Linked DNA regions of Mus musculus: regions 1, 3, 4 and 5 are each linked to region 2. The links are chromatin contacts, called in public HiChIP or PLAC-seq and Micro-C maps. All regions are on one chromosome and are shown on one strand. The core of a region is the stretch at or near the end of the contact, and the rest is flanking DNA. Distances in the headings are between cores, read along the strand shown. Region 1 overlaps Mir100hg (Mir100 Mirlet7a-2 Mir125b-1 cluster host gene). Region 2 has its middle 17 kb from the start of Gm36227. Region 3 overlaps Mir100hg (Mir100 Mirlet7a-2 Mir125b-1 cluster host gene). Region 4 holds the start of Sc5d (sterol-C5-desaturase). Region 5 overlaps Mir100hg (Mir100 Mirlet7a-2 Mir125b-1 cluster host gene).

Evidence for each region. A called contact is a pair of places that touch in the nucleus more often than the background predicts. HiChIP or PLAC-seq counts read pairs in DNA pulled down with a chosen protein or histone mark.
Region 1: a contact with region 2 is called in an H3K4me3 HiChIP or PLAC-seq map of embryonic forebrain, with 6 times the contacts expected there. The contact joins two enhancer-like sites. A contact is called at or near these places in 8 of 115 datasets of contacts at active chromatin or transcription factors (embryonic basal ganglia, embryonic forebrain, embryonic hindbrain and 4 more).
Region 3: a contact with region 2 is called in an H3K4me3 HiChIP or PLAC-seq map of embryonic forebrain, with 10 times the contacts expected there. The contact joins two enhancer-like sites. A contact is called at or near these places in 8 of 39 promoter capture datasets (3T3-L1-derived adipocytes, cranial neural crest, embryonic stem cells and 5 more), 40 of 484 Hi-C or Micro-C datasets (the AML12 cell line, ECoMG myeloid progenitors, the N1E-115 cell line and 21 more) and 25 of 115 datasets of contacts at active chromatin or transcription factors (SST interneurons, a colorectal cancer cell line, craniofacial prominence and 17 more).
Region 4: a contact with region 2 is called in a Micro-C map of embryonic stem cells, with 4 times the contacts expected there. The contact joins the promoter of Sc5d here to the enhancer-like site in region 2. A contact is called at or near these places in 1 of 484 Hi-C or Micro-C datasets (embryonic stem cells), 2 of 115 datasets of contacts at active chromatin or transcription factors (embryonic stem cells and regulatory T cells) and 1 of 9 other capture datasets (liver).
Region 5: a contact with region 2 is called in an H3K4me3 HiChIP or PLAC-seq map of embryonic basal ganglia, with 3 times the contacts expected there. The contact joins two enhancer-like sites. A contact is called at or near these places in 5 of 115 datasets of contacts at active chromatin or transcription factors (embryonic basal ganglia, embryonic forebrain, embryonic hindbrain and 2 more).

The regions. Positions count from the first base shown.
Region 1 is chr9:41,446,001-41,448,700 of GRCm38.p6, forward strand. The region is part of intron 3 of Mir100hg (Mir100 Mirlet7a-2 Mir125b-1 cluster host gene); the gene reads left to right. Among named protein-coding and RNA genes, the nearest start is that of Mir100hg, 71 kb to the left of the region's middle. Within about 2 kb of position 1,296, at least 118 of the 459 cell types and tissues checked have an H3K27ac peak or open chromatin away from gene starts, as enhancers often do. A contact at or near this core is called in embryonic basal ganglia, embryonic forebrain, embryonic limb bud and 1 more, where this site is marked.
Region 2 is chr9:41,934,571-41,937,270 of GRCm38.p6, forward strand. No RefSeq gene overlaps it. Among named protein-coding and RNA genes, the nearest start is that of Gm36227, 17 kb to the left of the region's middle. Within about 2 kb of position 1,326, at least 142 of the 459 cell types and tissues checked have an H3K27ac peak or open chromatin away from gene starts, as enhancers often do. A contact at or near this core is called in the N1E-115 cell line, brain, cortical neurons and 7 more, where this site is marked.
Region 3 is chr9:41,585,082-41,587,781 of GRCm38.p6, forward strand. The region is part of intron 4 of Mir100hg (Mir100 Mirlet7a-2 Mir125b-1 cluster host gene); the gene reads left to right. Among named protein-coding and RNA genes, the nearest start is that of Mir125b-1, 4.5 kb to the left of the region's middle. Within about 2 kb of position 1,385, at least 67 of the 459 cell types and tissues checked have an H3K27ac peak or open chromatin away from gene starts, as enhancers often do. A contact at or near this core is called in the N1E-115 cell line, brain, cortical neurons and 3 more, where this site is marked.
Region 4 is chr9:42,262,929-42,265,628 of GRCm38.p6, forward strand. It overlaps Sc5d (sterol-C5-desaturase), which reads right to left and starts at 1,372. Exons shown (of 6, transcript NM_172769.2): 1 at 1,278-1,372.
Region 5 is chr9:41,428,586-41,431,285 of GRCm38.p6, forward strand. All of the region lies in intron 3 of Mir100hg (Mir100 Mirlet7a-2 Mir125b-1 cluster host gene), which reads left to right. Among named protein-coding and RNA genes, the nearest start is that of Mir100hg, 53 kb to the left of the region's middle. Within about 2 kb of position 1,291, at least 9 of the 459 cell types and tissues checked have an H3K27ac peak or open chromatin away from gene starts, as enhancers often do. A contact at or near this core is called in embryonic basal ganglia and embryonic forebrain, where this site is marked.

The DNA.
Region 1 (2,700 bases), core at 46-2,545, 490 kb before region 2:
TTTGTTCAGAGGTAGAAAGATTAAAATGTTTTGAACCCTAGCTCTCAGGGACACCACTTTGCTATGGAACACCCCACCCCCCACCCTCAAGAAGGCATTTCCCATCTGGCACAATGATGTCTATCCAGAGTCACTATCAAACCTGGCTCATCCTTTTGGAAGAAACAAATGAAGGAGGGGAGGGACAGAAGGATGGAGGGAAGAAAGAGGAAACTCAGTATTTTATTATCTGGAAAGGCTATCACCATTCTAGACAGGTTGAATATGTTTCTGCTTGGGAGATCTGCATTTTGCTTGTAACCAATTCCTCCGTTCCATATTTAGTATTCCACAATGCCGGCCTAGATTCAGGAATAAGTCCAAAATGGCTGAAGGACGGCAGGGTTTGATCGGTTGCCTCTCTCTCTATCACTGAAGTTAATATGATGCTTATCTGAGAGCAAAGGCACAGACAGGGAGAAATTTAATGCAAATTTCATCAGGAGTCTAGTGCCACTTCACAAAATATTGATTAGGTGTCTGATTTGCTGTCCCCTGACAATGGGCCATCGGAATAAACCAATGAGGTGGGCTTGACTCCAGCTCGTCATGGTCATTCGATAACACCAGGCAACCAATAAGGAGCAGCTACCTTCTGATTGGGTGAGACGCCGGTGAAGGGGGAAACCATCTTAGCAACAGCAGAAGATACTGCACACTCCCTGCACAGACGCACAAACACAGATAGCATGCCACTAACCTGCTGCTCTGAACAGTGGTTGTTTGTGTCTCCTCAGGCTTTTGTTTTGCCACACCCCCTCCAAAGGACAAATTTCAGTTCACACAGTACACTGCCTACCTGGTTAGACAGCCCATAATCCTTTTTTAATGGAATGCAGGGCAACATTGATTGCTCTCTCAGCCCCCTCCAACAGTCCCCTTATTAAGAATGAACTTTGATCTTCAGGTAACTGCACGGGCTTTGTTCTGGAAATGTTCTGTTCTAGTCTCCAGGGAGCAGGCCACATCATGGCCCTTCCTGCCCAGCATGCCACAGGGAAGGGGCTGTGGTATGGGACTGAGCCCACTGGCTGGAGGTTAGGGTTTTTTTTTTTTTTTTTTTTTTTCCTCCCTCTGCTTTCGGTAAGAATGGCAGAAGGATTTTGTGAGGCTGGAGCGAGCTTGACAGTGCTTGTTATTTTCCTCTGAAACTTCCTTTTTCATTGTTCTATGACCCCAGAATGCAGAGCCTCAAAAGCTTTCCTGTTTTCTCTGTAACATTTGGCAAGGTTTTCCTCAGCTACCAGGCTCCAAGCCTTTGACATTCTCCTTTGAAAGGCTCCCTGCTTCTGTGTTTTTATGCTTCTCCCGGCAGCTCCCTTGTTCCCCTGATGCCAGCAGAAGGAGGCTGCTTGCCAATCCCTGGTTTTCCCCAACTAGCAGCTGTCATGACCTTCCTGCCTCATTTTTATCCCCTAACCCCTGTCCGGGGGCTCAGGAGGTATCTGCAGGACAGTGGGGACGGCAGACGATGGAGGGCGCATGATTTCCAGTCTCGTTTATTCCTGTTTAAACACTCTTAGTTTCTTTGCTCTGGTGCCTGGTTGCAGCGTGCATCCTTGGGTCCAGGAGCATCTGCCCATGGATTATCCAGTCCTGCTGGCGTTCTTACCAGTGCTCCCTGCCGACAGCTGTGATCCTGTCTGGGTAGAGGAGCCTATGAGAGAGGACAGCCTTCCCTCTAGGAGGCACGCTGCCATGTCTTCTGCCAGAGGGAAGGAAGTTGAGACGATGTCACAGGCATTTTTTTCCCCCAGTCCAAGAAGGATTATCTGCTAGGAAACGGTACCAGCTGTTTTCCATCTTCCTGACTACAAAGCAGAGGGGAACAGCATGAAATGGAAACAGAAAGGAAGAAAGCAAGATGTGAAGACCACTTAAAAAAAATACCAGGGTTAAGAGAACCTGGATTCTTTTTTCAAATGCTCATTTGGGTTTCCTTTGGGGATGGCTATGGTATGCACCCATTAGAATTTTGACGAACTGTGTTCTTATTGGTGCAGTGGCGTGAATATGATGAAGGGCTGGAGTGTAGTTCAGTGACCGAGAGCTTGCCTAGCATGCATGAAGCCCCGAATTCAAATCCAGCACTGCAGTAAATGGATGAACAATGACCTCGGCCATGCCGTGGCAGCATCATGTGATCCTCGAGTCACACTGGTCTAGATTTAAGGCAGCTAATGAGAGGGTGTTAGCAAATTCCCAGCTTCTCTCTACCTTTGGAAAAAAGTCTGTACAATGGAAATCACACTATCGTGTCTTTCTAAGTAATATCATTTGTGTGTAAAATGCTAAGCTGTGGGCTTACCTTGTGCATTTACACTAAAAATGCTGAATCTTGCTGGATGTTGTGGTGCAAGCCTGTAATCCTAGCACTTTGGGGGCTTAGGGTAAAGGATCTGAAATTCCAGGTCAGCCTGGACTGTACAAATAAAACACTATTTGAAAGAAGGAAGGAAGGAAGGGAAGGAGAGAGGAAGGGAGGGAGAGAGGAAGGGAGGGGGGAAGGAGATAAATGAGAAAGAAATCGAGACAGTCAAACCACAGACAATCTTGTTAAATCTTCCAATCCTAGAACTCCCCCAGCTTCATTCCATTGCTAGACATATGGCACAGTAGTGCTAATTGATTGAAAACATTCTGAACATCTACTAAAGCCAG
Region 2 (2,700 bases), core at 76-2,575:
TGTGTTCATGTGTTAGAATGCAGGCACACTTGTGGAGTTAAAGGAAAACCTTGCGTTGTTAGTTTGTTTGGGACAGGGTCATTTGCTCGATGCTCTGTGTGACAGGGCTCATGAGCTTTCCCGGGAATTCTTCTATCTCAGATCCTCATCTTGCAGTGGGGGCACTGAGGTCAGACACATACCCACTGAGCCATCACTCCTGCTCAGAAAACCAACTCTTAAAGCCTAGCCAGAAGAATCCTGTCCCAGGAAGGACAATAAGGACAAGGAACCAGGCTGGGGGGGAGGGGGGAGGGGGGATTCAGAAACAAGTTATACTACAGAGGCCCCGGGTGGTGTGGGGACATAAACCTTCGAGGTAGGAATATCACCCCAACCCAGGGTTGCTGCCCAGTACCAAGGAGGGTATCATGCTGGCACTGGCATGACTGAGTTCTGTGGAAGCCATACCCCACCCCACCCCTGCATACCTGCAACACCTCCCTCTGTCACTAACAATGACATTGGGGAGGAGACAGGATCCCACAGCTTTAGACCTCCCTGCCCAAGAAAGATGCAACAGAAGACCCCGCTGTGGGGCTCCTTCCCCTGGTGACTTTTTCACTGAGCTGAACGACCACCTGTTTCTCCCAAATATCAGAGCATCATCCAAATTCTCTGCACTGTGCGCTGGGATGCTTTCGAGCCTGGGTCTCTTTCTTGGATCCCAGGAAAACAGGCTGAAACCCTGGTAGGTAGATAAAAAGACACGGATTGCCTAGAGCCCCTCAGGCCACTCGGTGATTCCTCCCGCACCCGCCATGGCAGCAGTTGAGCAAGAACATTAGTGTAACCTGTGTGGGGGAGTGACTATGAGCTTACCGACTCTACCTCCTTCCGAAGAGCAAGCTCCCACAAACCCTTTTCCCTCCTCCACCTAGTCCCTTCGCTGGCATGGTTCTCTTTCCTACGCAGAATTTATGCAGTTACTCGCTTTCACAAGCACCCAGGCAGGCTGTCTGGAGGCACCACCTGCTGCCAAGGCTATGGCTGAGGAGATCAGCAAACACTATCAGGGAGCCAGGCACCCAGTGGACCTATTTTCTGCTCCTTCAGCCAAGCACCCCCTGTAGCCGACTCCTGGGGCCCTTGCCAGATCCTGCCACGCATAGATCCTGCAGGGGAGAGCAAGAGACTGAGCACAGGGTCTTCCCTGGCTGCGCCCCTGCACGTGCACGCGGGCAGGTGTCCCTCCCCTCCCCCTTCGATTCCTGCGCAGGGCTGTGGTCCTTTGTGTCTGAGTCTCCTCGCGCGCGTCTGCTCTAGACTGGGTGGGGTGGGGGAAGCCGGAAGCGGCGTCTGGGACTTGAAAAATGCCTAGAAGGGTGGACCTTTCCATTCACAGCCCCGACCCCCTCCAGGGCCTCCATCCCCCTCCCCCATCATCCTCCTGCAAGCCCACACCACATCACCTCACCTCTCTTTCTCAGTTTCCTCTCCCCCACCCCCCGCCCCCGCCCAGGTCATCTGGATGTCATTGTCCCTGTGGTGGTTCCCCAGCTACGAGTTTGCATTCGCTGCCCCCACGTGTACGGAACTAAACGCACTAAAGCACCCCCACTCTGCATACCCTATACAACTTCACTTCCGGGGAAGACTCTCCAGGTACCTCATTCCCTGGCTCCATGATCCTCATAAAGAATGGCTTCTTTATCCCCAAAGAGTAATGAAAGGGGCCTAGGGGATATTTAACAAGAGCAGGGGGCACCGCCAGGAAGGGGACTACGTTTTTTTTGTGTTGAACAGTGGGTGGATGTGCTGCCTTGTGAGGCTTGGGCCAATTTCGTCCTTTCCTTAAGAATATAGGAGAGCAGTCTAATTCCCCTCCGCTCCTCTAAACGCAGACTTGGGAGGGGTGTGTGTGGACGGCTATACAGTGAACCCCATTAAAATGTTTTCCTTTTATTTAGCTTCAAAAGCTGTTACTTCATTCGATAACAGCATATATATATATATATATATATATATATATATATATATATATATGTATGTATGTATGCTGAAAAAGATCAGCAAAAACCTAGGACATTGTTGCTTTAAGAATCTAGACGAAAACACCTTAAATGAACTCTGCAGCAGACAGTTGAAGGGGGAAAAAAAAAAGCCCTTCTCTGGCCCTTGCTGCTTTTTGCCATTATTCATGATGTAATTTTTCAGGTGTTAGTTTGGCAGAGAAAGATTGGAACTGGGCTTGTTGCTAGGACATGAATGAAGAAGAGGAATCTCATTGGTTCCCCAGTACTTGTCTGGAGCCAATGAGATGGAAGGGGATGGAGTTGGGAGGGAGGCCACCAGGAAAAAAAAACAGAGAGAGAGAGAGAGAGAGAGAGAGAGAGAGAGAGAGAGAGAGAGAGAGAGAGGGAGGGAGGGAGGGAGGGAGGGAGGGAGGGAGGGAGGGAGGGAGGGAGGGAGGGAGGGAGGGAGGGAGAGAGAGAGAGAGAGAGAGAGAGAGAGAGAGAGAGAGAGAGGGAGGGAGGGAGGGAGGGAGGGAGGGAGGGAGAGAGAGAGAGAGAGAGAGAGGGAGGGAGGGAGGGAGGGAGGGAGAGAGAGAGAGAGAGAGAGAGAGAGAGAGAGAGAGGAGAGAGAGAGAGAGAGAGAGAGAGAGAGAGAGAGAGAGAGAGAGAGAGAGAGAGAGAGAGAGAACACTTCGGCCAGACTATT
Region 3 (2,700 bases), core at 135-2,634, 350 kb before region 2:
GTCAAAGGCAAAGAAAAGTATTATCTATCTTATTTGCATCTGGGCAACTCGAATGCATTTGCTCATTCGGCAGAATTAATTTCTATCACCAGTCTATTTAATCTCCTCACAGATTTAAGCAAACTTATTCTTTCAGGCTAAAAGGGCCCAGGGTGGGGAAACCATGGACGGTATTTGGAAGAGCAGTGACTGTATTTGGGGCCCATTTTCTGGCTGACCATAGTCTTTTCTCTTCATTCGTTATAATGGGATGTGGAGAACGGCAGAGATTGCAGAGTGATAAACGGCTCAGGGAGTCTTTTTTTTTTTTCTTCTTCCTCCTTTCTCTCCTTATATTATACCTGGTGGCTTATTTAAAAAATTTGGTTGCTAAATTTTAACAATGGCATTTATTTAGTGCTGCCAACCTGTTCATGAACATCTAATTTTTGTTTTCTAATTTCAGAACCTATATCATCACAGATTTCTAATGGAAAATAAATAGATAGATAGATAAACAAATAAAGGTACTTATACCAAAAACCCATTATTTTTCTTAGCTATTTTCTTTTAAGCTTCAGTCCTAAGGGTCAGTGAGGAAATATAAAATTTCAATCACCAAGAACTGAGTTCTTTGTTCTGTTTTTAAGTCAAATATCTCTTTGGGAGAATTCCATATTTTCATGGAGCATGGAGTTTCAGCTCTTTATTGCTAAGCTCTCCCGACTGATAACATCATCCTCAGATGGTATTATGGCCAAAATATTTTGCCTGAATATTAGTCTCCTGAACCTGATAGCCCATGCAAATATGAACCTAACACACACACACACACACAAAGATGAATGGGCCGGAAATGCTGAGGCCCGTATGGGTGTGTTTCTATAAGGAGGGAGTCTGCAGGCTGTGGGGAGGTAGACTGCCTGCAGTCTGCATCACGGAGGTGGCTGCAGAGATCTTTCTCCATTGCCTTTTCAAGTCTTCAAGGTAAAAGAGCAACTGCAGTTTGGTTTCACTTGTATTGTTCCATAATCCAGGCAATAAATGCTAATTAGTAATGCTCAAGGATCCGACCATTCAGAGTAATTATCATAATTTACTTCTTCCTTGTTAAAGACATTCCTTGCTGATTTTAAAAAAAAAAATCAAGTCATTCTGTCCCCCATTACATTACAGTGAGTATTCACTAGAGAGATGTTCAAGGTCCACTCAGAGCCTCATGGCTGCATTTGAAGTCACCCGACATGTGCCTTGGCTTATTCCAAGTGGAGCCACAACTTAATTTCAAAAGCAGAATTCATGTAAATGCATCGAATTCTGCACATGCACCAGGAATGTATGATTTTTATTTTACAAACCCCAAAGGCTCCTCCTTCCGGGCCCACCCCTTTTTTCTGAAACCACTTATGAGCAGAACAAAGGAATGTACTAACTGTGGAGGCAGCATTACATGTGAGCAGTCACTGCACTGTGAAGTGTGCGCTACGACAACATATTTCATCGTACAGAAGTGCGGATAATTAAATAATGCCACAGCAACCCTGACTCATTAGCAGAAAGATCTTTAAGGAGGAATCAAGAAGATGGATCCAATCAACTTGGAGAGTACTCTTCCTTCTCTGAGATCTCAAATATATTTTAGTTGGTTGGTGATTGATTCATGCAGGGCTCGAGGACAAAAGCCAGTTTCTCAAAGCCGAATGCGGATCTTTTTTAGACGAACAAACTGTATGTCTTAGATGAGTTGGATTTAACATAAGGCTTAATGTTTGGAGTCAAAGGTAGAGCGTGCCACCTTGATGCTCATTTCCCCTTTTATCCATAGATCTAAGAAATGCCCAACCCTTAACCTTTCAGTTGGCTTCCTCAACATGCATGTAGCCTCTCCTACATTTTCTAATGACGGATGTTCAAGTTCCTTATTGCTTGAACCAAGTAAGTATCATCGTCACAGAAATAAGCAACTGTACTCAGTGTCTTCCAGGGTCTCCCCCTACTCCATTTCCTTTGTCTAGGTGCTATTCTCAGTTTTCAGTGTCCATTGGTCCTTTAAGGGGGAGCTCCAGGTTTAACTTGAGGGCTATAAGCATTGGAAGAATAATTCCCATTGGATACTGTACAGAGAAGCCACCTGCAAAATGTTGACGCTGTTATTGAAGTCTCAAGTGGAGTCAGCTTTCAAAAAATTAGATATTAGATACATCCGGCATAATTTGCAATCTGTAATTATACTAATGTGCATATAGCTGTGCTTTGCTTTATCTGTAGCCTACTTGAGTGTGTCCCCATCACCCCCCATCCTCGGGCATGTCTCATGCTTGGAATTGCTTGGGAGGAGAGTGCTTTGTAAGTCAGCTTAGGGTTTTTTTTTTAATTCCTTGTTAATTAATACAAGAATAAAAGGACTTTGCTTCATGTGTGCTTCCATGAGAATGAAAGTGGAAAACCTAGATGTTGCAAACTCTTGATCTTTCAAAGGCTCCTCACTGGAGAAAATTTGAATTCTTTGCAAAATATTTGCAGTTCTTTGTGAGTTTGGTCTTCATCCTGGCTGTGGATAACTCGGAAGCACAGAGAACAACAGAAAAGTACATATTACACATAAGGAATCCATTTCCTTTGTTGGAATCAGAGACATGGCATTTGCCAGAGATGATGATTTTTAATCTAATAAAAGCAATCAAACCATTAACAATAATAAACAATTTTCTGTTTTTCCCC
Region 4 (2,700 bases), core at 122-2,621, 330 kb after region 2:
TTAAATAGTATACTGCTTTGGCAGAAAAAAAACCCACAATTTTTGACTTTAAAACATGGTTATCAATTAAATGGGCCTGGGGTATAATTCAGGGATATTCCTTTGGTGTAGTATGTCCAAAGCCTTGGTTCCTATCCCAGCATCAGATAAATAAGTAAACATATATAAATCCACTATTATACTTAAATGACTTAAAACTATTATATTTTTCTTAACTGAAAAAAGTACAGGAACAATAACTAGCCATTTATATATTTAAAAAATACTACATATTATTTTAAGCACTCCACCCCTCCCCCCTTTGGCTATGTGGCCTGGAACTTGCATTCTCCTGCTTCAGTCTCCAAAGCTCTTGGATGCTCTGCAGTACCTCTCATCCGGCCTTTACACATCTGGAGGAGTGATGGAGAGATTCTCCCATCTAATTCTCACAAGTCTATAACGTGTGTCCGCGTATAATCTTAATAAACAGGACAGTGAAGGCGCAATGCCTTAAACAGCTTTGTTCTGTAAGGAGCAGTCGATGTGTAAAGCCTACACAAAAAGTTCTACACAGCATTACTTCCCTAGAGTCACAAATACAGATGGGGAATTCTGAGTTCTCCACGTTCATTATATTACAGGATGAATGCAAAAGTCCGTAAGACAGTAAGGGTCAGAAGGTAAGCACTTTAACACAACTAATGAAAATGCAAACTCAACTAACACAAAATAGTCAAATAACTTCGCTGCCGCCGAGATATTGTTTCCACTTGTACCACCTCCCAATTTACTCGGCAATAAGAAGGGATGCCAGTATGAGTGACTTCTTAACGATGCTTAAAGTGTGCACGCTACAGCGTATGGTCTTCAGAAAGGCAGGGAGTGACGGCCCACCACCCTCCCTAGGCCTCAATCGGACGCTGGTTCGCAACCTGGTACCTTCTCCAGGAAGTGCCGGTGGCAAAGCAAATCACCAGCTTTTCCCACCTCACCCTGGATGTGGGGTTCACAGTAGGCAGGCAACCTCTAGCACTGGCAGGGACCCAGCTTTACCGGGCCAGGGTCCTTCCCCGCTCCCATATAACCTTATCCCCATCGCAGGCCCCGGGGACCAAGGTGTCCGCCAGGCCAGACCCCCACCCCCACCCCCACCCCCCCATGCCACCTGCGCTTTAGCAGGGACGGCCACACGGGTGCGGCGGATGCCGTACCGGCGCCGGGCACCCGGGGATCCTCGCGACCGCCCGCGGGTCCTCCCACTCGCGGCTGTCCAGCTGCCAGCGCACGGAACCTACCTGCCAGGCCCAGCAGCTCCGTCAGCCGCGGCTTTACAGCCAGCGGAGAGTACGAGCCAGAGCGCCCGAGACACCGCCCGCTCAGCAGAGCCCCGCCCATGTGCAGGCAGCCGGCCAATCAGCAGCCGGCGCAATAAGCTGATGTGACGGCGGATCGCGCGACCTGGACCGGCGCGGTCGCGGCGGTCACGTGGTCGCCGCGTAGGCGTCCCGCGCTCCCCACGCCTCCCCGCACCCCCGAACCAGGTCCAGCACTCTGCCGGGACTATCCAGGCGCTTCATGATGCTGCTACGGGGCGGACGAAGCTTGCTTTCCTTCCCACTTTCTTCCCGCCCAGAAAGTTGACTAGAATCGTGCAAAGGACCCGGGATGAATGCAAAATGACAGCCTGAAGTAGGATTAATGACGCTTCCTTTGATGTTAATGGTGGAGTCTTTTGTCCCATTTTTGTGACTCAAACGTTCATCAATCCGCAGTTATTTGTCACTTCCCTGCAAGTCCTCTTATGCAGCGTTAAAATATGTAAATCGAAAGTTATGTGTAGCAGAGTAAATTTAAAAAGCAATTATTAATAGCGATAAAAATAGAGAAAGAGGTTATGATCTGGCCCAACTGGTTTACATAGGTAAAGATAGGGGTGGGGGAGGTGAACTTAAAGATCAAATTGGCTAATTATGACTCGGGAATGTAGACAGCAGCCCATTCTATAAAATACAAGAGCTCCCTAAGGTGAGCAGTAGGGATCAGCAGTATTGGCCAAAATGAAAAGAACCTAAGAAGAAGAAAGGCCCAAAAGACTAGTACTTCAGAGTTACTTCAGAGAGGATTGACCTGTCGTCTGTTTCTGGTATCAGGGTCCTACCAATTGATTAGTTTTGTTTTGTTTTTTTGTTTTGGTTAGAAGGAGCCAGGCATTTCAAAAGCCAGTTTGATTAAGTGATATATTGAGCATGAGAGACAGTTCTGGCCAGATCTGATCTTCCAGAGCTCTGAGGCAAAAGCCTAGTCCAAAATGACTCTATAAATTACACTTAACAAAGTGTGTTTGCCAGTGTTCTCTGGAGGAACAGAACTGATAAGATGAATACATACATAAAAAATTTATGAAACTAGCTTAAAGTAATAACAGTTGTCTCACCCCAGAAGAACTAAACCCCTAGTAGCTGTTCCATCCACGAGGCTGGTTACCTTGCCAGCCAGAGTAGTCCTATAATGGCTGTCTCACATTGGAAAAATGAACAGCCTGGTAGAGCGTCTGTCTACCAGGCTCAGTGCCACAGCAGTTCCTGTATACCTGGAGAGTCCCTGGCCTTCAGCCAACAATGGAAGTTTGGAAATAATAGTTTGGGTTTCACCAAAGACAGCAGCAGCAAGCAAGCTCAGCTGCCAGGGGAAGATGGAAGACCAAGCAAGCTAAAGGGA
Region 5 (2,700 bases), core at 41-2,540, 510 kb before region 2:
GAGGGCTGAAGAGCCTCGAGTGCACAAATACAAAAATTGAAAAAAAAAAAAAAGGAAACATTAAAGATCAATGTCTCCCCGATGAATAGATAAATAGAAAAATAAACTAAGAAAATGTAAAGCCACCATCCTCTGGTCAAATTTATTACATGGAAGCAGCTGAAGAGGGTAAAAGCATTATTTGGCAAAAATAATTAAATAGAAATGTGTACGATATAGCCGTATAGCATATATCTTTTATCTAGGATGGTGTTTCTTCAGAAATAAATCTGGCAGCTCAAAGGTTAATATATAAAATTATTTTTGCCGAAGTCTGTTTCCCAAATGCCTGGGTACTTCACATCTCCTTAAGACCTTACTGTGCAGTAAAATAAATTGTTGCTGGAAATGGGAGATGGAAGCCTTTGACCTACCACTCCCTAGAGGAAAAAGTGGTACCTGGAAGTTGCAAGGCATGAGGTTGACTAAGCTAGATGTAATTTGATGGTCTAGGTATGTTAGAGATATACTATGCTTGTTTGGGTAGGCTTACGACTTCACCTTTGAGCCACAGAAAGTGTTTTTCTCTATTTGGAGATCATAGAATCCATGGCACATATCATCTTAGGCTCACCTTAAAAATAAGTTGCGAATCTAGAAGGGGCTGTTCTGGTCTTTTGTCTGTCAATAAGACCTTGCGATATAATGCTCTTCATGCTTTCTCTTGGTCATGTTTCCTGGGGGAGGCAGGAATGACTAAGATAGATGTCTATAAAGAATGATGGCTCATTCTGTAAAGCTCAATGAAAGTTGTGAGCCGTTCTATTATGCATTTCCTTGGCCCAAGCTTGGATATTTTCCAAGAAGCAGTTGCAAAATCAAGTAGAAGGATTTGGTAGGAGTGTGTGTGTGTGTGTGTGTGTGTGTGTGTGTGTGTGTGTGTGTGGTGAGTAAACTTCAACTTCTTTAAATGAGTAATGTGTGAACAACTTTCCAATCTTCCTTCAACCGAATGATTAGCTTGGATTTTATAGGAAATCAAATAAGACGCTAAAGAAAAAAAAATCAACAACCAACAAGTTTAAAAAAAAATCAGCTTGGAACTTTACTTCTAAGCAAGCTGGCCTCTAGGCAATCATTTTGTAAAGGAACCAGGTCCTTAGTGCTAAGTTTGCTTAGCAACACGTTTTCTTGATGAAGGTTCTCAAAGCAGAGAGAAGTGAATGGAGGTTTGATTAACCACAGGCCATAATGGCTATATCAGTTTCTTTTGTAAGTGAAAGATTGTCTTTGCATATTCATAAGGGGGTGTCTAAGCACCTCTGCTGGAGCTGTCAGGGCTCTAGACTGGGTTGGATTAGGAAGTGTATGGGAGGCCTCCCAATGGGTGGCCCTGGGCGACATTTTTTTTCCACAATCAACGAATTCAGAGAGTACAGAATTTACTCACTGTAAAAGTTGTTAGGCTTTGAAGGAGGTCATAGAATTTACTTTTCCCATAGATCTTTAAGGACAGGACAGAAGCTGGCTGAATGGGCTGAATTCAATACCGTTGTGAAGTCTTTGAAATGAGCTATTACTGGGATAGAGGAGATAAAGAAAATGCAGAAGGCGAGACGCATGAAAGTCAATCCAATTATGCCGGCAGCTGAGGTGGGGCCCCGCGTACGAACTGAGCCCTGTGGGATGATGGTTACATTCTTGTAGTTTAGGATAATATAGATTTCCTAATACACACTCATAAGGAGCTGGCCCACTGTAGGCCTTCCTAGTTGGAAATGCTTGGACACCACTGTGGACATGAGGAAATAGAGCTGAGGGCTGTGCCAACTCATACAAAGTCATCCAATTGCTCCAGGCTGAACGTTGTTTCATTTGTTTAATTTTTCTCCCCTTTAAAGTGAAGTGTATTGTCAGACTTTATCCTCCAAACAAATGTAAGGAGGCGATGGGAATTGGGAGAGGGAGGCGTGAATTATTTACCTCGGGTCTTGGAATTATGAGCAGGCTAAATAAAGATTGGACTCCAATCTCCTGCCACTCACTCACGTGGCTTCCCTCAGAGACTTCTGATCTTGGCATTGCCTGATTCTGTTTTCTAAACACATTATGATAGCAGAGCCTACTGCATTCTAGAAATGAGAGTCCACAGAGGCCATCACAGTTACAAGTCAGAAATGGATTTCTCTACCACGTGTTCTACTCCAACCACATATCACAAAAAATCCGGGATGAAGGATATGCTCACAAGCATCATGCAAGAAAGCCATGAGGAGGTGTGAATTAGACTCTCAGGGCAGCTTTAGAACAATTCCTGCTCAAGATGCAGACTTAGCTCAGTGCGTACGTACGCATGCTGAGTATCAAAGGCTTTTTAGAGAGCTGGGTTTTGCCTGTGAGCTCCCAGAGACCATTTTTTTTTATCCCTAAATTCAGCTTACAGGAACTTTTAAACAAATGCATGCTGCATTATTCTCATTATTCAATTATGACAGTCTTTCCCCCAGCTTTTTAATTAGCACTCATTTACTGAGAATTAAACTGTCATTTTAGTTGAACTCAAAGGAGTACCCCAGGGACATGCATTCCACTAGATAACAAAGGCACCGTATAATTCGGATGCTTCAACAATTTAGACTGAAGCCACGACAGGGCTTTTCTGTCAGCCATTTCGGAACGAACTTAATCATTGCTGTTGAAGGATGGGGGGAGGGTGTATGA